Linked DNA regions of Hordeum vulgare: region 1 is linked to region 2. Evidence: chromatin contacts called from public Hi-C data. All regions are on one chromosome and are shown on one strand. The core of a region is the stretch at or near the end of the contact, and the rest is flanking DNA. Distances in the headings are between cores, read along the strand shown.

Evidence for each region. Hi-C and Micro-C count contacts between places; a contact is called where the count stands out from the background.
Region 1: a contact with region 2 is called in a Hi-C map of leaf, with 5 times the contacts expected there. The contact joins the promoter of LOC123426481 here to the promoter of LOC123430190 in region 2. A contact is called at or near these places in 3 of 6 Hi-C or Micro-C datasets (leaf and seedling) and 1 of 1 datasets of contacts at active chromatin or transcription factors (embryo).

Annotation. Positions count from the first base shown.
Region 1 is chr2H:420,194,255-420,198,876 of MorexV3_pseudomolecules_assembly, forward strand. It overlaps LOC123426481 (chloroplast envelope quinone oxidoreductase homolog), which reads left to right and starts at 2,249. Exons shown (of 4, transcript XM_045110319.1): 1 at 2,249-2,513; 2 at 3,459-3,600. The coding sequence starts at 2,433.
Region 2 is chr2H:419,830,727-419,835,863 of MorexV3_pseudomolecules_assembly, forward strand. It overlaps LOC123430190, which reads left to right and starts at 3,708. Exons shown (of 3, transcript XM_045114082.1): 1 at 3,708-4,562; 2 at 4,677-4,743. The coding sequence starts at 3,800. The coding sequence ends at 4,705.

The DNA.
Region 1 (4,622 bases), core at 999-3,498, 360 kb after region 2:
CTATCAAGGCTCTCAACTTATGAGAAGGAGTACCTTATGATAGTGGTTGCGGTCGACCAGTGACGGCCATATCAATAGCAAAGTGAGTTTGTCATTTGGACTGATGAGAAAAGTCGCATTCATCTCGAAGAGCAGCGTTTGACGACCCCGTGGCAAAAACGGGATTTCACCAAATTGATAGGGCTTTGGTACATCATCCGTTATAAGAAAGGCTGCGAGAACAAGGCCGCTGATGCTTTTTCACACGCCCAATCTCCGAAACTGCTTTTCGATATTACTACTTGTCAACCGAGCTCACTCGAGGATGTAGCTGCTAGTTACAACTGCAACCCCCATGCACAAAATCTTTTGGAGCTGCCAGTTATATATGCGCAGACCCGAAGGACCGTTTCACTCTCGAGCAATACATGTTGCATTTTCGGGGCAGGATTTGTTTGGGCGGCTCCACATCCATGGAACAGAAGAGCATAGCAGCATTCCATGATAGTCCAATGAGGGGCACACTAGATTTCTAGTAACTTTCCAGCATGTCACGAGTTTGTTTGCTTGGCCCAAGATGAAATCCCATGACATGTGGTATGTGTAGTGTTGTTTTATATTCCAACAAGCCAAGCCCGACCGATCGGCGTCCCCGGGGTTGTTGGAGCCATTGCCCATTCCTCGGCATCCATGGGATATGATCATCATGGACTTCATCGACAGCCTGCCGCGGTCTGAGAAGTTCAATTGCCTCTGGGTGATCGTCGATAAGCGTATGAAATTTGCCCAGTTCTTACATTTGGCACACGCATACACATCATCCAAAGTGGCGCTCCTCTAGATGTCTAGCATCTACAGGATTCATGGGTTCCCTGGCTTAATTTTCTTCGATCATGATCATGTTTTCACCACGCATTTCTGGTGTGAGCTATTCAATTATGCAGTCACAAAACTCCTAATGAGCTCGACTAATCACCCCCACACGAATGGTCAAACAAACGGGTAAATCAGTGTGTCGAAACATATTTGTGATGCTTCGTCCATGCTTGCCCGAGCCACTAGAGCCACTGGATTCCCTTGGCACAGTTCTGGTACAATTCCTCTCATCATTCCAGCATCATGTTCGGGCATGAGCCATGGTAGTGGGGCATTACACCCACCGATGAATGATAGGTCCCTTTCTCTCCATTCTTGTCTAGACAAAAGAGCGATGATATAGGAACTTCTTCATCAACACTTAAACCGGGCGCTGCAACATTTGAAGGCCCAAGCGGACAAGCACAGGTCTCTGCACACCTTTGTCGTCGGTGATCAAGTTTATCTCAAGCTCCAGTCATATATCGAGACTTCCGTGACGCGAAGAGATAATCACAAATTGGCTTTCAAGTACTACGATTCATTCCGCGTTATCGCCAAGATTAATGACGCGGCCTACAAACTGCAACTCCCGAAGCATTCGCAAGTGCACCACGTCTTCCACGTTTCCCAGTTGTATCATTGCTTACTCTTCGATAGGCATTCTTCTTCCGAGCTTCTGTGGTGCCTGTCGCAGTCTTGCAACACCGTTGGTGCAAGAAGAATGGCTCATTGTTCGAGCAGGTGCTCGTTCGTTAGTCTGGTTAAGCTGCTTCCAGCGATAGTTGGGAAGATAAGGAGATGACGCAAACTGTTTCACCGCGGCTGAGGCTTGAGACAAGCCACGTCTCAGAAAAGAGGGGATGTCAACGCCCCTCAATGCTCTGACCGACCATTGCCACTGACAAGAGAGCCCACACGGCTCGCTGCACTCCCTGCCTACCCCAAGACCGTCACGGACCAAGAGGCCCAATTCCCATCCAACGCTGGGCCACAGCGGGTCCAACGAAGCTCGACGGCGTCGAGGACTACCTAAGCTAGAGCGGTTGTTTCTTTGTCTTTTGACAGATATGTTTGGTTGGCTGAGAAATCAAACATTATTTGTACCTGACAATATTTTGAGTTAATAGAGTGTGGGGAATTCTTAAAAAAAAAAAGGCGAGGCGACCATCGTCGGCGGTGGTGTCACGCGGCCGGGCGCGGCAACGGCACGGCCGCTTTTCACACATTGCCGCGGGCGGGACCAAACCAACCAACACATCAATGGGCGCCGTGTGTCCCGCGCCCGCCCGCCCATACACATCAGCGGGCCTTCTAGAACCTACCAGATAATGCATACGGCCCAGCCTCGCCGACGGGGTGAGCCCACGCGTCAAAACCCAGGATACCTCGCGTCGGCGTGCGTATATAGATCTCAGCCCAGAGAGACACGGGGACGTGTACCCCAAGAACCACAGAGCCAACCAAACCAGCTAACCGGGAGCATCTCCGGCCACGCATCAAGCTAAAGCACACGCAAAACAGCCGGCCCCCACGAGTCGGTCACGATACTCACGAGGCTTCTTCCCCTCCGTTCGCTCTCTTGTTTCCCCCATCCCATGGCCACCCCAGCGTCGACGCCGGCGAAGATGCGGGCCGTGCAGTACGACGCCTGCGGCAGTGGCGCCGCCGGCCTCAAGGTAAGCAGTTACTATTCGGGGTAGCGGGTCGAAGCTTGTTAATATTATTGCTTTGCTGTATGTTCGGGTCGGCGCGCGAGATTGGTATGATTGGTGCTGGATGATTTGGCCGATTCACTGGCTAATTGACTAGTTAGTACTACCAAGTAGGAGTATTAGAGTATGGATCCCCTTCTGTGGAGATCGCAGTCAGTTCACCTGAATCCTTTCTTTTGAATTGTTTTCTATGGCAAGACAAGCAGTCATGTAGCTAGCTGTGGCTTGCTGAAGCAATAGAACTTTGCTCTGGTGGCTTTTACTGTATAATTTGTGATGGGCACTGGGTCTGGGTGCTTGTATGATCTGTTGAGTATTTGAGTGGTTTCTTTGGTGGTATGTGTTACACTAGATATATAATATATGAACTCTCTTTCTCGTGTCTACTTGGCTTTAGGAATTAGGAGTAGTTAAGATGTTACAGTGAAATTAGTTGAATGTAGGTCGCGCATACCTGCTGTTGGATGCTCGGAAAAAGCACTGCACAATACTAGTTTTTCGTATTGTGAACCATGAGTCAGCACTCCTGGATCCCAAATATATTCTCATGACGAGTGAGTGCTCATTTGTGAGCGAATCGGATATTTATTATTTAAAAGTTAGCACATGCCCTGAACTCGTGACTCCCGTGTCAGCACCTCTAAATCCTAATAATATTGAGATGACCAAGTCAGTTGTGCGAACACTGATTGTGACTCAGTCGGTTGACAGGGGATTCTTATCACAATCCCTATTTTTAGCTTAGAGAGAATTGACTAACGACTTGACGCTTTTGCCGCTTAACAAACACGTCAAAGGAGTTTGATTTTTGAAAAGAAAGGAAAACATTAAACATCAAGATTTCCTTCTTCCATGAAGATTAAACAGTCAAACCTATAAATATGTGATTCTGAAATCCCTCTGATGCAGCATGTAGAACTCCCCGTCCCTTCAGCAAAGAAGAATGAGGTCCTGTTGAAACTGCAAGCTGCAACCATCAATCCAGTTGACTGGAAGATACAGAAAGGGGACTTGCGGCCTCTGCTGCCTCGTAGACTGCCTTTTATCCCAGGTAACTCCTCGTTCATAGTGTCACTGCGTAGATGCTAGCCATTTTCTATCAATCATGAATTTTGTTTGCAGGTTTCCTATGTACAGAGCAAAATAGCACCAAGGGTAGTTATGAGAACGTTATTTGATCATGTCTGTCTTTCAGTCTTGCTATATGTTATTTGGTTCTCACCTTTAATAACTATCCAGGATGTCTCTTACTCAGGGCCGTCTTCAGGAATTTGAGGCCTCGGTGCGAAATGCAAAATGAAACCCTAAAATATGATAAATCTATATAACTTTAAATGATTTTTTCGGCACCAAAATGGTACTTCCTATTTCTAGACAAGAAGAGAACTGAAATATATCTATTGACCCTTTTTACTGTAGGGCAATGAGTTGTCACAAGAAATTCTGCTTCTACACACTAAGAGCAGCTAAACTAGCTAGAAGAGAGAAAATATCACACAAATAAATCTAAAACCTAGCGACTGATCACACAGAGAAGAAAATATAAACATAGGCCTGAAGTTATAGTATGTGCTTGGATGGAAAATTCTGACTTGATCTCCTGGACCTAGTATATGGCTCTCCTAGATATGGTGTATACGTCGACCAAACTTGCTTCTAAAATATAATACTACGAACAGAATTAGGGCAATAGGGCTCAAATATGGACTCAAGAATTAGGACTCACAAGATGTGAAGGCAAAGACCTTCTGGCCAGCCCAATCGATCGGCTCAACTTGATTGGGCAGACGAAAAGGCAGAGGCATGGCAGGCGGCGCGCCGCGCAGACAAACCGGAGATTAGGAGAATACTTTCACGCCATGTAGATTTAGGGCTGGGCGACTCGGGGATAATTAGCCGAACACAGGACAGATTTTTTCCCTCGGGTAATTGTCGCTAATGGGCCTCCTAATGACACAACGATTTGGGGCCCCCATGTTTTGACGGGCCTCAGGTCGCACATGCCTGTCGACGGCCCTGCTCTTACCTGATAATTAGCTTATGATAAAGATAACATATATGTGTGTGTTGCTC
Region 2 (5,137 bases), core at 2,458-4,957:
GTCAAGCTTGATAGTGAAGAACCTGTCGTCCTACAGGTGACGCTGCCTTTCGCACAAACCCCGATCAACGCCGTAGTAATCACACTCAGGGATCCTATCGTTGTCGGACATTTCCTCTGTTCATGATTCAAAAATTCGGCAAGATCATTATTCAAATAAGACAAATTGAGCACGTAAAATTTGTCGGAACAGAAATGAATCAACATTCCGGCAAAACATATCCACTAGGAGGTGTTTCGTGCAATAACATACACACATATCCAAATAGAACACACGTGAAAGTCACACAATGAGCAACGATAGACCGAAAGTACCTGATTTTTTTACTAAAAACTCTCGAATATTATCATATAATAAAACTAATACATCATCTCGAATAATCCAGTTAATGCATCATCGAATATTATCACTAAGACATCTCGAATATTATCATATAATATCAGTAATACAGATCCAGTTGAAGTCTCACGGCGCATCCGATGGACACCCAGAGATAAGGAACCATTACCGAATCATAGTTCAGGTGAGATCCCTGAAGAACCTGCCAGGTATTGGACAACCTGGCGTCTAAAGCAACCATGTAGTGACGGCCGTGCTCGTCCTCCTGCCTGACACGGCGACGTACCACCTCTGTGGGAGCCGGCTCCCTCCACACCGATAGTGGCCCACGCGACGCCACCAAATAAGCTCCGAGTCGACAATGAGACTTGGTTTCCTCACCAAGGTGCGCCACCCGGAAGGTAACACTTCCCAGTGCCAGCCGGTGGAGCCCAGTCCCGGACATGGCGCCTCTCAAGGAAGTCGCCGACCACTCTACGACGAGGATGCGGGCCGGGCATCGTCGACGTCGAGAAAAATTCCTATGAGAACATTTTCTTACCGTTTAATGTTTTACTTTCTAGTTATCATTTGAACAATAATAAAACACAATATACATATTGCAAAAAGGCCTATGTTTTGCCGAAATGTTGATTCATTCCCGTTGCAGCAAATCCCTGGCAATCGATATGTCATAGTTTCTTGCAGAAATCATGCCGAAATTCACGAAATTTTTTGGCATGACCTTTGCCAAAAAATGGACAAATCGAGCGCCTAAAATTTGCCGGGACGGAAATGAATCAACATTCCATTAAAACATAGGCCGCTCGGAATCATTCCCTGCAAACAACAAAAGGCCACTTGGGCACATTAATAGGCCACTTGGGCACATGTCCAAATTTCAGAAGCTAATTCAAAAAATAAGTGCATAACAAAATGAAGTTAACTACTAATAAAAATTAAGTAAATTCAGTTCGTCCTCCCTCTCCCTCCCTCTCCATCTCTCTCCCTATCCCTCTCCTTACCTATCCATCTCTCTCCCTTTCAATCCCAATCTCCCTCCCTCTCCATCTCTCACTAAGTATTCACCTAAGTAAATTCTATGTTAACCTACTGCCCTAACTAACAACATAACCTACTGCCCTAACTAACAACATAACCTAATTAACCTAATTAACCTAGAACCCTAGAACCCTAGAACATAACATAACTAAGATTTGCTAATTTGTTAATTGTATTATATAAATTGATGTAACATAACCTAACTAACAACATTTTGCCCTAACTAGTCTACAATGCCCTAACTAATCTACAGAGAAGAGGGGAGGGGAGAGGGGCTTATGGTGGTGACCTCGACATCGGTGGGTGGAGGAGGGGCGTCGGCGAGGCAGGGGTGTCGGCGAGGCAAGGGCGATGACGAGGGAGCTGGGGCGTCGATCGGGCGCAAGGAGGGAGGGGCGCACAACGAGGGAGGGGGCGTGCAGCGTCGGGGTCGGGGCTGGGCTGGGGCGACGACGAAAATGGCGACTGCAAGGGATTTGGGGGAAGAAGTGTGGGAGAAAGCAGGGAAAATATGAGGGGGTTATGTCAAACTTAGTGGTAGCGCTAGTTTGGAAAAGCGCTATAGCTACATTAGCTATAGCGCTGGTTAAAAAAGCATGCTACTGCTACGCCTAACCTACCAGCAACAGTGTTGGAATTTTAGTAGTAGCGCTCTCCCGTTGAAACGCCCTACTACAACTCACATAGTTGTAGCACATTTAGTTTAAGCTCGCTATACTACTACGCCTAGCCTATCAGCAACAGTGTCGGAATATTAGTAATATCGCCTTTCCCTCCGGACGCACTACTGATATTATACTAGCTGTAGCGCGTTTAGTTTTCCCTCGCTACGGGTAAGTATCAGTAGCGTGTGGTTTTGACCAACGCTACTGATAAGTTTCTGTGTATGAGGTTTTCCCAGTAGTGTGCAACCGGTAGCAGAGAATGCTACATCCAACATCTGAAAAAGCTTGAACCGGGAGACGTTGACCCAACGATGGTGAGTAACGGCGACGGGAGCTGCGAATAGGCCAAAGATGGGGATGACGACAACAAGCGGAAGCTGGAACCGTGATCCATCAAAGCTGCAACCATGGGCAGCCGAGCTGTATACGGTGGCGTGTAGTGTTTGTTTTTTGCTTCAACCTAGGCGCGAGGAGCTGCATCAAACCCACTTCCCAGCGCGGCGAGCGGCGATGAGCGACGACGAGCGGAGGTGCAGTGGTGCTTCGAGGTCGCGGGGGGGGCGTCGAGCTATATGAGCCCGGTGGCGTACCTATTTTTTCCCTCTCTCGTGGCCATGAACTGTAGGCGAGAGGCGATCAAGTCCGTGTGCAATCCTATGCATCGGGGAACAGGTGATCCAACGGATGCGGTGCGACCGGCCTACGGCTAGCATCGCCCTAAATAAAACGATAGACAAAGAGAAACCTGGTACAATACCTTCTAGAAGCTAGCTAGAATGCTCCTACCGTGCAATTGCTGTGCTAAAAGTGGGTCGGCTTATTACTCGCGCTCAAGGCGCGCAGCCGGGCCTGGCCCATGTACTAGTTGACATGGAGCAGCCCATGTACAGGTGCAAGAATATCTAGCATAATTTGCGGGGACCTCCTATGTGGCGCTTCAGGCGCCACTAGGGGAACGGGCGCCTCGAGCAGCCCTCTTTGTGGACCGGTCCATAAAAAATGCGTTGGTTATTCAAAAATCAAAAAAAGTTCATAGAATTTTAAAAAGTTCAGACTTGCAAAATCTTTCAATGGTCATGAAAAAAATGTCACCGATTTTTGAAAAATATGTTCATGAATTTTCGAAAAGTTCACAGAATTCAAAAAATATCATCGATTTTGAAAAAATGTTCATCAATTTTTAAAAATAGTACACTCAATTTGAAAAAAGTTCATGAATTTTAAATTATGTTCATCGATTTTTAAAAATGTTCACCTATTTCAAAAAAAAATCATCGATTTTTCAAGAAGTTCACCATTTGTTTTTAAAAGTTCACGGACTAAAAAAGTTCATGAAAAAATTCTAGATGGGCCGACTTATTGCATAGCGCTGCAGGCGCCAGTTAGCAAATTTTGCCTGTAACCGGCACGTGTGACCCTAAATAGGGTTTGCCTAATTTGGGCTCTGAATCATCTCAGAAAAAAAGAAGTTGCTCCGTCTCAAAAAAAAAATTTGCTCTCTGAATAAAATAGCCTAGGGTTTTTGATTGGCTCACAATTAGTGCCCTGGTGGAACCCACCTGGATCCCCTCCTGATCGCCAGAACCAATCGGCGTCCACTGAACACGCGCAGGCACACAGAATCCGCACCCGCTGACTCACACATCCCTCACTCTTGTCTGTCCAAGTTTTGCCACACTGCAGCCGACGGACGCCCCGCACTCTTGTCTCCATCGTCTAGGTTTTCGCTTTGCCAACGCTACGCCGCCGAAAATATGGCCTCCAACGCCAATGACGCCCGCCGTGACGCCCAGCCGGGGAGCCGCGACGCCGCGAATCTCGTGCGCCTTCGCCGTATCGGGCGCTCCGAGGCCGGTTTCGACGCGGCCCAGCGCGTGGAGAAGGGCGCTGCCAACCAGGTCAAGTCCGAGCGTACCTCGCTCGCCCGCTTGAGGCCGAAGGACGTCGGCGATGCAGAGGGTTCTGCACGCCGGAGAATCACAGAGCGCGCCAAAATTGTCCCGCTGCAGCCGGCATCGGATGGATGCGTGGAGGAGGAGGCTCGGATCAACAAGAGGAAAGCTGATTCGCTGGAAGTAATCCATATTAGCGACGATGAAACTGTCGTCGCAGTCCCACCGACCAAGATCAAGATCAAGAAGAAAGCGGCCGCGGGAGACAGTCGAGGTTCTCGACGCGGACGCGGACACGAACGCGGAGAAAGCTCTGCAGCTAAGTCGGCAGTGGCTGCTTCGTCCTCACAAGGCAACCGCTGCTGGCTGATTGCGCCGTCTTCACCGGTGCCTAACAGGAGCCTGTTCACGGCGCCACCGGCTTCTCCGGTGGCTGATGACGCCGGCCATCTCCAAGATGAAACTAGTTCGGTGAATGAAGAAGAAAGTGATGCAAGTTTGGGATCGGACGAAGTAGACGAAACAGAACTGTATCTGCTCGCTTGTGTTTCTGAGATGATCGCTAACGATAGCGATAGCGATACAAGAAATAATTTTGCAAATGGTGAAGGGACTTCAGAAGAAGGTAGGACTAGAAACTGCACAGGTACACTCTAGAATACAGTGTTTCAATATTCTTAATTATGCAAATGCCCACAGTTACATACATATACATACCCCTCCTTTGTTTCTTCCCTAGGAGAGCTTCCCGTGGAGCGCGATAATTAAGCTGGAAACACCGAAGGCAAAGAGAAAGGGGGATACAGGTGTGTGTTTGTTCAAATTCACTATTAATTTATGAAAGGTTATGAAGAAAAATATATATTGATCCTTGGATTATTGTCACATATTCTATGCATACAATCTCCTGTGGGAGTTTATTACTTCATGCATCTTCTTAAGTGGGATTATAAAATGAAGTTTTTATTCTAAAAAAAAAAGTTTCGGCCATAGTCTTCTGTAAGAATCTTGCATATCCATTCAAATTTAAAAACAATCAAAATAACGGGATCTTGAGTAACATGTTTGGATATGAGATCTCTTTGGATATTGTAACCGGAGATGTGTGTTTTTTTATTCTTGCATTTTGAAAACGAAAACAAGCTGGTCATTCAGCGAACTGCTGGAGAACCTACTACTGTTAGTATCCTTTGGATTTGC